Regions from separate parts of the Mus musculus genome. Here all the other regions are linked to region 1. Evidence: chromatin contacts called from public HiChIP or PLAC-seq data. All regions are on one chromosome and are shown on one strand. Each heading gives the region's core, a stretch centred on a gene start, on an enhancer-like site or on the middle of the called end of the contact. The rest is flanking DNA. Distances are from core to core; before and after follow the strand shown.

Evidence for each region. HiChIP or PLAC-seq counts read pairs in DNA pulled down with a chosen protein or histone mark.
Region 2: a contact with region 1 is called in an H3K4me3 HiChIP or PLAC-seq map of craniofacial prominence, with 6 times the contacts expected there. The contact joins two enhancer-like sites. A contact is called at or near these places in 2 of 15 datasets of contacts at CTCF or cohesin (the NIH/3T3 cell line and large pre-B cells), 7 of 484 Hi-C or Micro-C datasets (bone marrow-derived macrophages, embryonic stem cells, gonadal supporting cells and 2 more) and 9 of 115 datasets of contacts at active chromatin or transcription factors (bone marrow-derived macrophages, craniofacial prominence, embryonic basal ganglia and 6 more).
Region 3: an H3K4me3 HiChIP or PLAC-seq map of embryonic limb bud shows a contact between it and region 1, with 3 times the contacts expected there. The contact joins two enhancer-like sites. A contact is called at or near these places in 2 of 15 datasets of contacts at CTCF or cohesin (the NIH/3T3 cell line and large pre-B cells), 2 of 484 Hi-C or Micro-C datasets (Sertoli cells and bone marrow-derived macrophages) and 6 of 115 datasets of contacts at active chromatin or transcription factors (bone marrow-derived macrophages, craniofacial prominence, embryonic basal ganglia and 3 more).

The regions. Positions count from the first base shown.
Region 1 is chr2:52,761,890-52,764,663 of GRCm38.p6, reverse strand. No RefSeq gene overlaps it. Among named protein-coding and RNA genes, the nearest start is that of Stam2, 21 kb to the right of the region's middle. Within about 2 kb of position 1,518, at least 78 of the 459 cell types and tissues checked have an H3K27ac peak or open chromatin away from gene starts, as enhancers often do. A contact at or near this core is called in craniofacial prominence, embryonic limb bud and fibro-adipogenic progenitors, where this site is marked.
Region 2 is chr2:53,029,438-53,032,181 of GRCm38.p6, reverse strand. All of the region lies in intron 2 of Fmnl2 (formin-like 2), which reads right to left. Among named protein-coding and RNA genes, the nearest start is that of Gm52511, 22 kb to the right of the region's middle. Within about 2 kb of position 1,446, at least 95 of the 459 cell types and tissues checked have an H3K27ac peak or open chromatin away from gene starts, as enhancers often do. A contact at or near this core is called in craniofacial prominence, embryonic limb bud and fibro-adipogenic progenitors, where this site is marked.
Region 3 is chr2:53,045,771-53,048,509 of GRCm38.p6, reverse strand. The region is part of intron 4 of Fmnl2 (formin-like 2); the gene reads right to left. Among named protein-coding and RNA genes, the nearest start is that of Gm52511, 38 kb to the right of the region's middle. Within about 2 kb of position 1,274, at least 2 of the 459 cell types and tissues checked have an H3K27ac peak or open chromatin away from gene starts, as enhancers often do. A contact at or near this core is called in embryonic limb bud, where this site is marked.

The DNA.
Region 1 (2,774 bases), core at 269-2,768:
TGTGATAAAGATAAGAATGTTCATCTTCTTAACTCTTGTTCGATATACTACTGGAAGTTTTAGCCAGAGCAATCATGCAGGGGAAGCAAGCAAAAAAGATGCAGGCAGGAAAAGAAGAAGCCAACACACATCTCTAGTGCAGATGATATAACTTTGTATGGAAGAGACCCAACATGCAAGAGTCCCTAAAGACTCCACCAGAAAATTTCCAAAGATTATTTGAGAATGTCATACATATATACAATGTATTTTGATCATATCTACCCCCATATTCCCACTCCTGATCCCAACTTCAACTTCATCACCTCCTCCCCCCGCCCCCACAGTAAAATAACTCACAGAGTCCCGAGTCTAATTAGCACTAATCATAGGCATATGGGTGTGGGCCACTTACTGGAACATGGACAATTTATCAGTGGCAGTGGTACCCCAAATGGAGGAGGTGTCTCCTTTCCTCAGCAGCCATCAGCAGCCTACAAACCACTCAGCCAGGAGTTTAGCCATTTGAGTCTCTCCCACTCGTCCAAGCTGGAATCCTCGCTGGTCTGGTGCCGGTAACCAACCGCAGCTCCTGGGTAAAACGGTCATGTCATGTCCAAAGGTTGCGTTTTACAGCACCCCTTCCAATCCTCTGGCTCTTACACGATTTCCCTTTTCCTGTGACATGCGCCGAGCCTTAGCCGCGCACATCTACGGATATGAACATACCAAGAAGGCAGTTTAACAACACGATCATTAGGCAAAACAGCAATAATCCGTTCCAGTACACTGCTCTTAAGATTTTGGTCTCAGGGGAAAAAAAAAAAATCTTTTTAATGAATTTTTAATTGAGCTTAAAAAAAATGTGATCTCAATAACTCTTTTTGTTCCCAAGAATTACTGAATCTTTACATTTGAAACTAAAGTGGAGAAATGTCAAAAATATTTACATACTGATTCATTAAAAAGTAATTAGCACATTATATGTCACCATAATAAATTTTTATAAAAAATTCAAAATTAAACAAATTTAGTACAAAAAAAAAAGTCATCTTACTTTTTTTTTTTTTTTTTTTTTGAGAAATTTCACATCTGGCTTAATGGAAAACAGCTGCATTCTGAAGACTTCATTTGCATCCAATATGTGGCAAACGTGTTATTTTGGTTCAAGCAAATGAGGGAAATCTAGCCTTTCGCAAATATGTAGTTGGAAATAAAGAAGTGCTTAAAAACCTTTACAGAAAACTAGAAATACAATTGGCAGGGTTTCAACGGTAAACAGCAGAGAGGAATCTGAAACCGTATCAGGAACTGGAGAGACGCCTGAGCCTTTGAGAGCACTCCACTGCTTGGGTGTGTGTGCGCCTTTAACTCCCGCAGGGAAACCCAGGTTAGCCTACTCTCCATGGAGAGCTCCGCAGCCAAAGAGACATAGTCAGACTCCGTCTCAAATAAGGAAAGAGAAAACATCAAAAGATCAGAGGATGCAAGTTTGGTCTCAGCACCCACGTGGCTAAGTCCAGTTCCAGGGATCAGACGCCCTCTTCTGGCGACCTCAGGTACTGTACTCCTGTGCACAAATCCACCTCACCCCACTCACACACACATAATACACATAATTAAAAATAAGATAGAGATGTGTTTCAGACCCGTATCAATGGTCTTTTCATACCGTGTCACGAAAACTCATCTGGCTTCTTTTGCTTTCTGAGAGGATCTGCTTTCAGGAACTCCAAGAATCACTGTTCTTTGGAAACCTTCTGTATTTTTCGGTTGTGAAATGTACTTGGAAATTTATTTTTATTCAGGCAGGGCAAGTGCAGCTAATCACGAGATGTTCGCCACTGAAAAGCCAATGTGCACCTGTGAACTCCACTTTCTCAGGAAGTCGAGGCAGAATTGCCGCAGCTCAGAAACTGAAGCCAACTTGGTTTTTTAAAAGGGGAAGGGGTGGAGGAGAAGAGGAAGATGGAGAGGGGAAGGGAAAGTTTATTTTTTACAGCTCGAAAGAAGAAAGGCAGTTTAGTTCAATATAAGGCTAGGTGGTCAGCCCCGGGGAATTTAGGTGGAGGGAAGGTGGCAGACAGGGCCTTGCCTGGACTTAAGACTGGCTTTTTTGCATCAGAGGTATGAATATAGGAGTGTTGTCTGCTCTCTTTAGGAACTGGACACTTCTACAAAGGACAGCCCCCGCCACCCCCCCCCCCCCTGGAGTGACAAGGCTGCAACTTATCAAAACACCATGTAATATAGAAAATGAAAACCATGATTAATAGACTCCTCAAGTTGGCTTCATTGCTTTCTCATAATATACCAGAGACATTTCTCTTTCCATTTTCATAATTGTTAATCCTTATATTTATTTTATCCCTTTGAACTTTTATTGCCCATCGAAAACTGAGCTCCAAGCTCCTCTGTATTTTGAAGACTTTCCTAATGATAATCATATATTGCTTTGCATCACTACTCAAATTGTCTCATGTGGTTATTTAACGTTTCATGGATAAGCTATGTCTCTCCGACTAGACAATGTCTTGAGATCAGCAACCTCATGGCATACTGTTCAATACTGCTGAGATCTTCCGGAGGGTCTCTCTTTATTGGGTAAACCTTCAGCCATTGCGTAGGAACACACCCCTAGCTTTCTTGCTCTGTCTAGCTGGGCCGTTCCCATCTCTCTGGATCTTTACTTACTTGGTTGCCTCTGTGGTCTTTCCCTTTGGACTAGATAGGTGTTTATCATTGCGCCTCTGGTGATGCCCTTGCCTCCACATGTATTCTGAGTTGTTCCTCAA
Region 2 (2,744 bases), core at 197-2,696, 270 kb before region 1:
CCAAGAAACTAATGACTGTTGAGATACATACTGACTACTGAGTCTCTCCCCCCATTCATCCCTAATTCAGGATTGTTGTAGGTAGAGCTATTCACACTGCTTCAAGAACCCTACTGAATTAGATGTCAACATAATGCTATTTTAATGTTTTTATTATACTGATTTCACAATAATTCATTCTAGTGAAAACACAGGAAGACCTTTTCTTTGGTTACATAAGCTTTCTACACAAATGATCTATTCCTCTTCACCTCAAAGCTGGAATTATTTGGGGATTGGTATCATTGCCAAAGGGTAAGCAAGCAAACTATAGTCACTACTAAGGCATAGTTACAACCAGTACTGTTGCTATTAGTGAGTTCTAATCTGATTTGCCAGATGCTGAAAAACAATGAGAAAGTGACAGGAACCCTCCCTGTCTCCTAGGGTGCCATACCACTCTCTCAAATGGGAAATCGTGACATTAGCAAATGCAGAAAAGATGAGAAGAAAATATTGCCATAGTGTGTGTAGATAGCCATGCTTTACTGTAGGAAAGGCCAAGTGTGCACCAGCTAGAGATGAGTGGCTTCAAGAGCAGTCAGGGTAGCTTAGCCCAAGGGCCCAGCAAGCCCTCAGAGCTAACCTATGCAAATAAAAGAGAATTCACACAAGTAGACCTGGACTCCCAAGGGATGAACAACACCAAAGGCCCCAAAAGAACACATAGATTTTTATTTCCAAAACAATTATACATTACAGGAGTTGGTATACGGCACCACCTCCAGAAGGGATATATATGAGCTGTGTGTGTGTGTGTGTGTGTGTGTGTGTGTGTGTGTGTGTGTGTACACGATGAGACAGAAGAGGACAATGGAGAACAAAGAGGCATACCATTAAACCCTTACCTATTTGGTCTAACTATTGGTGAAGAAGCTGGGACCATAGGACAGCGGTTCTCAACCTTCGCATCATAATCCCTTTGGGGGTTTCTATCAGATATTTACATTATGATTCGTAATAGTAGCAAATTTACAGTCATGAAGTTGCAAAGTGATAATTTTGCGGCCGAGGGGAAGGGGTCTGCAACATGAGGAAGTGTATTAAAGGGCCACGGCAGTAGGAAGGCTAGGAAGCACAGCCATAGGAGAAGCCAACCTAGCTGCACAACCATTGAGAAGAGCCCTCTGGTGATGATTAGATTTAAAAAGCTTCCTGCAAAGCAAGCCTCTGCCTCAGAACATCTTCAACCCTGCTGTCCTATTTAGATCATCCATTTCAAGGTATTCACTGGGACATCCATTTCTAATGGTCATTTTATTCCTTCCCCGATTCAGAACCCATAAATAGAAGGTGCTATTATTTTAAAACTCAAAGAAAAATAAATCCAATGATTCACTTCCAGGGTGGTAAAATCTCGTCTCTGTGATTCAGCACACAGAGTTATGATACAAACTAGAACATGATAAGAGCCATATGTGATCCTCCTCAGTTCAAAGCGAGGTGAGGCGGTTTCCAACTGTGCGGATCAAAGGGATGTCCCTGGAGAAAGAGGGATTTGGATCCAATGCTGAAGGAGAGGCAGCACAGAGCTATCCTATCCCAAGTCTCTCTGCAAGGCAGGAGACAAAAAGTGTTCCAGATGAGGAAGTCTGGGAACAAAGGCAGAGGTGCATGGAGTGTAACTTCAGGGCCTTAAAAAAAAAAAGCTGGGTTCCAAGACCTCAGTGCCAGAAAAGTCAGGGCACGAAGAATCTCAGGTCATTGGAACAGGCAAGAAAGATGCCAGAAAATAAGCTAACAGAGAGTGGGTAGTTAACAGAGCCAAGACAGAGCTCTAACAAATAGAAAACCATATGGGTAGAACTGTGTAACTCTCCTTTTTCCTTTCCCAGCATTAAAAGCTGTACGTTTCTGCATAAAACTAGAACTGAAAAAAAAAAAATCAGCATGCCAGATTCCTTCCCCAGCCATGGTTTCTTGGAGAGCTCTGAAGCATTCCTTAGCTCACTATGAAATCACTTTCCTAGCTGGGGGAGGGGTATCCAAGTATTCCATTACAGCTCTCAGACTGAAACCTCTTTGAAGAGGCTTTTCCAAACAGTTTCCATTATTTAGACTAGCAAAAGTCTCTTCTGGTTCACTCTAGTTCAACAGGGCTTTCTTCATCAAAACATCCCATGGCTCCTCTTCTAATGTGCTGGATTAATTAGGCTGGCCCAATCCTATCCATCACTCAATATCTTTCTCAACGTGAGGGTTGGTTCCCCCTGAACGCTTTAGCCTTGTGAAAGAAGAGGCTACTCTGACAACATTGGTCCATAATTTCAGGTGGGTCCGTGCACAAGCCAACCACCAGGGTGCATGGAACACAACAGCACTCCCCAGAAATGCTATTACTGCGACGGGAATCTAGGAACCAGACACAATAGTGAAAGGTCACACCGGCAGTTGAATAAGCTTTCAATTAGCCAGATTCTTTATTTTAGCTGCCAAAGATTTCATTTTAGATTGATACTTCTTAAGAAAAGACAAACAACCATATCTCTCCACCCAATGCAAGCACAGGTACATATTACATTTCAAATTCTCTTCACCTAAGCCATCAAATACCCAAGAAACATCTAGACAGCAAATCTTATTAAGTATAGCTTCTATGTAAAATTACAGAATTCCTCTCATTATTTGGTCTAAAAACTAAATGGACTTGTGCTTTGCCTATGAAGATATAGGAACGTGTTGAAAGGCGGTATATCCATCACTAT
Region 3 (2,739 bases), core at 25-2,524, 280 kb before region 1:
TGCATGGGGGAAGAACAGTCCAGAGTGTTCATCAAAAAACTAGAAGAGGAAGGAAAGAAAATAGGTAGACAGTAAAAGGGCAGATGTTAACTCAATATCTTAAATCTCAGGGATTCGAAGAAATACAGCGGCCAGAGACTTGGCTCAATAGGTAAAGCCCCTGCCTCCAATGTCTAACAACCTGAGTTCAGTCCCTGGTACCCAACACAATAGAGCAAAGAACCAACTGCTTTCCACAGGCTGTCTTCTGATTTCCACATATGTCCTTTTCCCACAACACAAGTAAACTGAAATAAGGGGGAGGGCAGCTACATACTTTATGCTGTAATTTATGTATCTGATCATACACTGAGTCTGGCACATCTGTAGAGCTTCATTCTCCTCCCTGAGCATGTCCTATGCTGTTTTATATGTTGCCAATAGACAAACAGTTTCAAATTGAGTGATTATAGGTTTTGGAAAACAGAATTATTTCTGACTCTGACAGCATGTATTACTTCCTGAGTGCCTTGCAAATTCAAATGTGATTACCATATGTTGTAAATTTGAATTTAGGCAAATTCCAAATCAGACACTTGGAAGCTTAGAGAGACAGGGATAATGAGAAAAGGTTGGGGGTAGGGGGGGGACTGTAGCCAAAGATGGGCTTTCCATGCAAACACAAATAAATCAGTACTAAAGTTTAGGCTGCTCATAGCCTGATTTCAAAGCTTTGCTCCCCATGCCCCCAAAATCTTAAGGCCAAATTTCTTCACACAGAAAATTATCTTAAAAGCCCCTACTAGTATACAACTTCCAAAGTCAAGCAAATGGTAAGATGTACAAATGAGAGAGACAAGTGTTACTCCCACTGCCAGGCTCCTGTAGAGAAAACTCTAATTGTCAGCTAGACAGCTGAAATGAAAGTTGCTGAAAAACTAGGGGGACAAAAGAAAGGTCAGCATCTCCCAGAGCCCACCTTGGTCACCCACCCACACGACTGCACCTTGCCCTGCAGCAGCCCAGTTCTCAAAGTGGAGCCATCACTGCTAGGAGTCCTAAAGGTGTCTCAGCGTATCTCTTGGGGTTAATCTGTTTCCTAAGAAGTATTAAGACTTGATACATGCAAAGCCTTGGGTTTAAACTACCAGCACTTTCAAAACAAAAACACTAAGTAAAAAAATAAATAAATAAAACAATTAACTGACGCAGTGACCCTGACACACTGTGTCTCCTATGTGGTGAACAAGACTGGGTAACACGGCTGAGACCACACGGATCTGTTTATCATATTGTACACTCTATGCAATGCTGGGGCAAAAGCATTCCTGCCGAAGAACGACCTCAATCAAGTGACTCATTAAAGCTGGATGGTGAGTACACATCTGTTTGTTTACGACAAAATCAGAAGCCACATGAGAAACATCTGCTCCCCACCCATGCATCTGGACAGACTTGTGAGGGGCAAGGAAGGAGATATTTTTTCATGGACTGCCAGTTCACTGGCAAATGACTTACAAACTGTGATGATACCTTTCGGGGCCTTGAAAGTCAGCCCCTCACAAATGAATGAAGTCAGCCTGGTGCCTTGGGGAAAACAGTATCGGTCACTAATGATACATTTTCAGCTTAAAATGAAGAATTTAGGAATCCTGTGTTTGCACTAGTTTCATAGCTTTATGATAAATAAAAGTGTATCCGGATGGCAGTGGTAATTATTAACCAAAATGATTTTTCAAAAAAATTATATCTGGGAAGTGGTGGCACACACTTTTAATTCCAGCCCTCAGAGGCAGAGGCAGGTGAATCTCTGTGATTTCAAAGCCAGCCTGGTCTACAGAGTAGCAAGTTCCAAAACTATACAGAGAAACCCTGTCCCAAACAACAACAACAACATACTACAGAATGACATGTTTCAGCACTGGCAAGAGCAGAGTACCTCAGGGAGCCTGCTTTCCTAATGATCAGTTGAAAAATCATATTACAGGAGCCATGAGTAAAAACATTCAGCGGGGCAAGACACAGAATTTAGCAGAGCACACTACAGTGTGAGCACTGTTAAGACACCGTCACTCAGAGGATTCTAAGGCGCTATCAGAAGAATCTCCACAGCAATCTGAAAAGGCCACTGAAGAACTCAAATTTTCCAAATGTTCGTCATCAGCGCCAAACAAAAGTAAATATCAAAACAAGCTGAATGTGGTGTCAGGAACACCCAGCTGCCTTCTATTGCAAAGATATGAAAGAAGACTCTCAAGTATTTTTATAAGGAAATAAAAAGCTATTCTTTACAGAGAATGTTTGTTACTTTGTTAAAGAGTTACATTTCGCAAAATGTTACATGTGCTAACATTCGTGCTTATCTATGAAAAGTTTGCCACTAAGTATTACATGTTAAGGGAACTTAAACTTTGTCAGTTTTAGTTGCTAGCATGGTAAATGTTACTGGACTTGATTCATAATAAGCAATAAGAGTTTACTGACGTTCAAAACAATTAGCTAGAATAAAGGAGTCCAGAAGATCAAAATATTTGGAAGTGATTAATATGGATAATAGGCTTTAGATGCAGACAGACCCTGGTTCAAGTCTCAATGCTTCTTACCAGCATGGGGTGGAATAAAACTAGCACCTGACCTTCAGTTTTCCCATATACATAACAATGGCTCTGGGTACTGAGCAACACCGCAGACATTTTTATGTGCAATAATGCAATCAACATGTCTAACACATGACAAAATGACTATGACCTGGAGGATTTC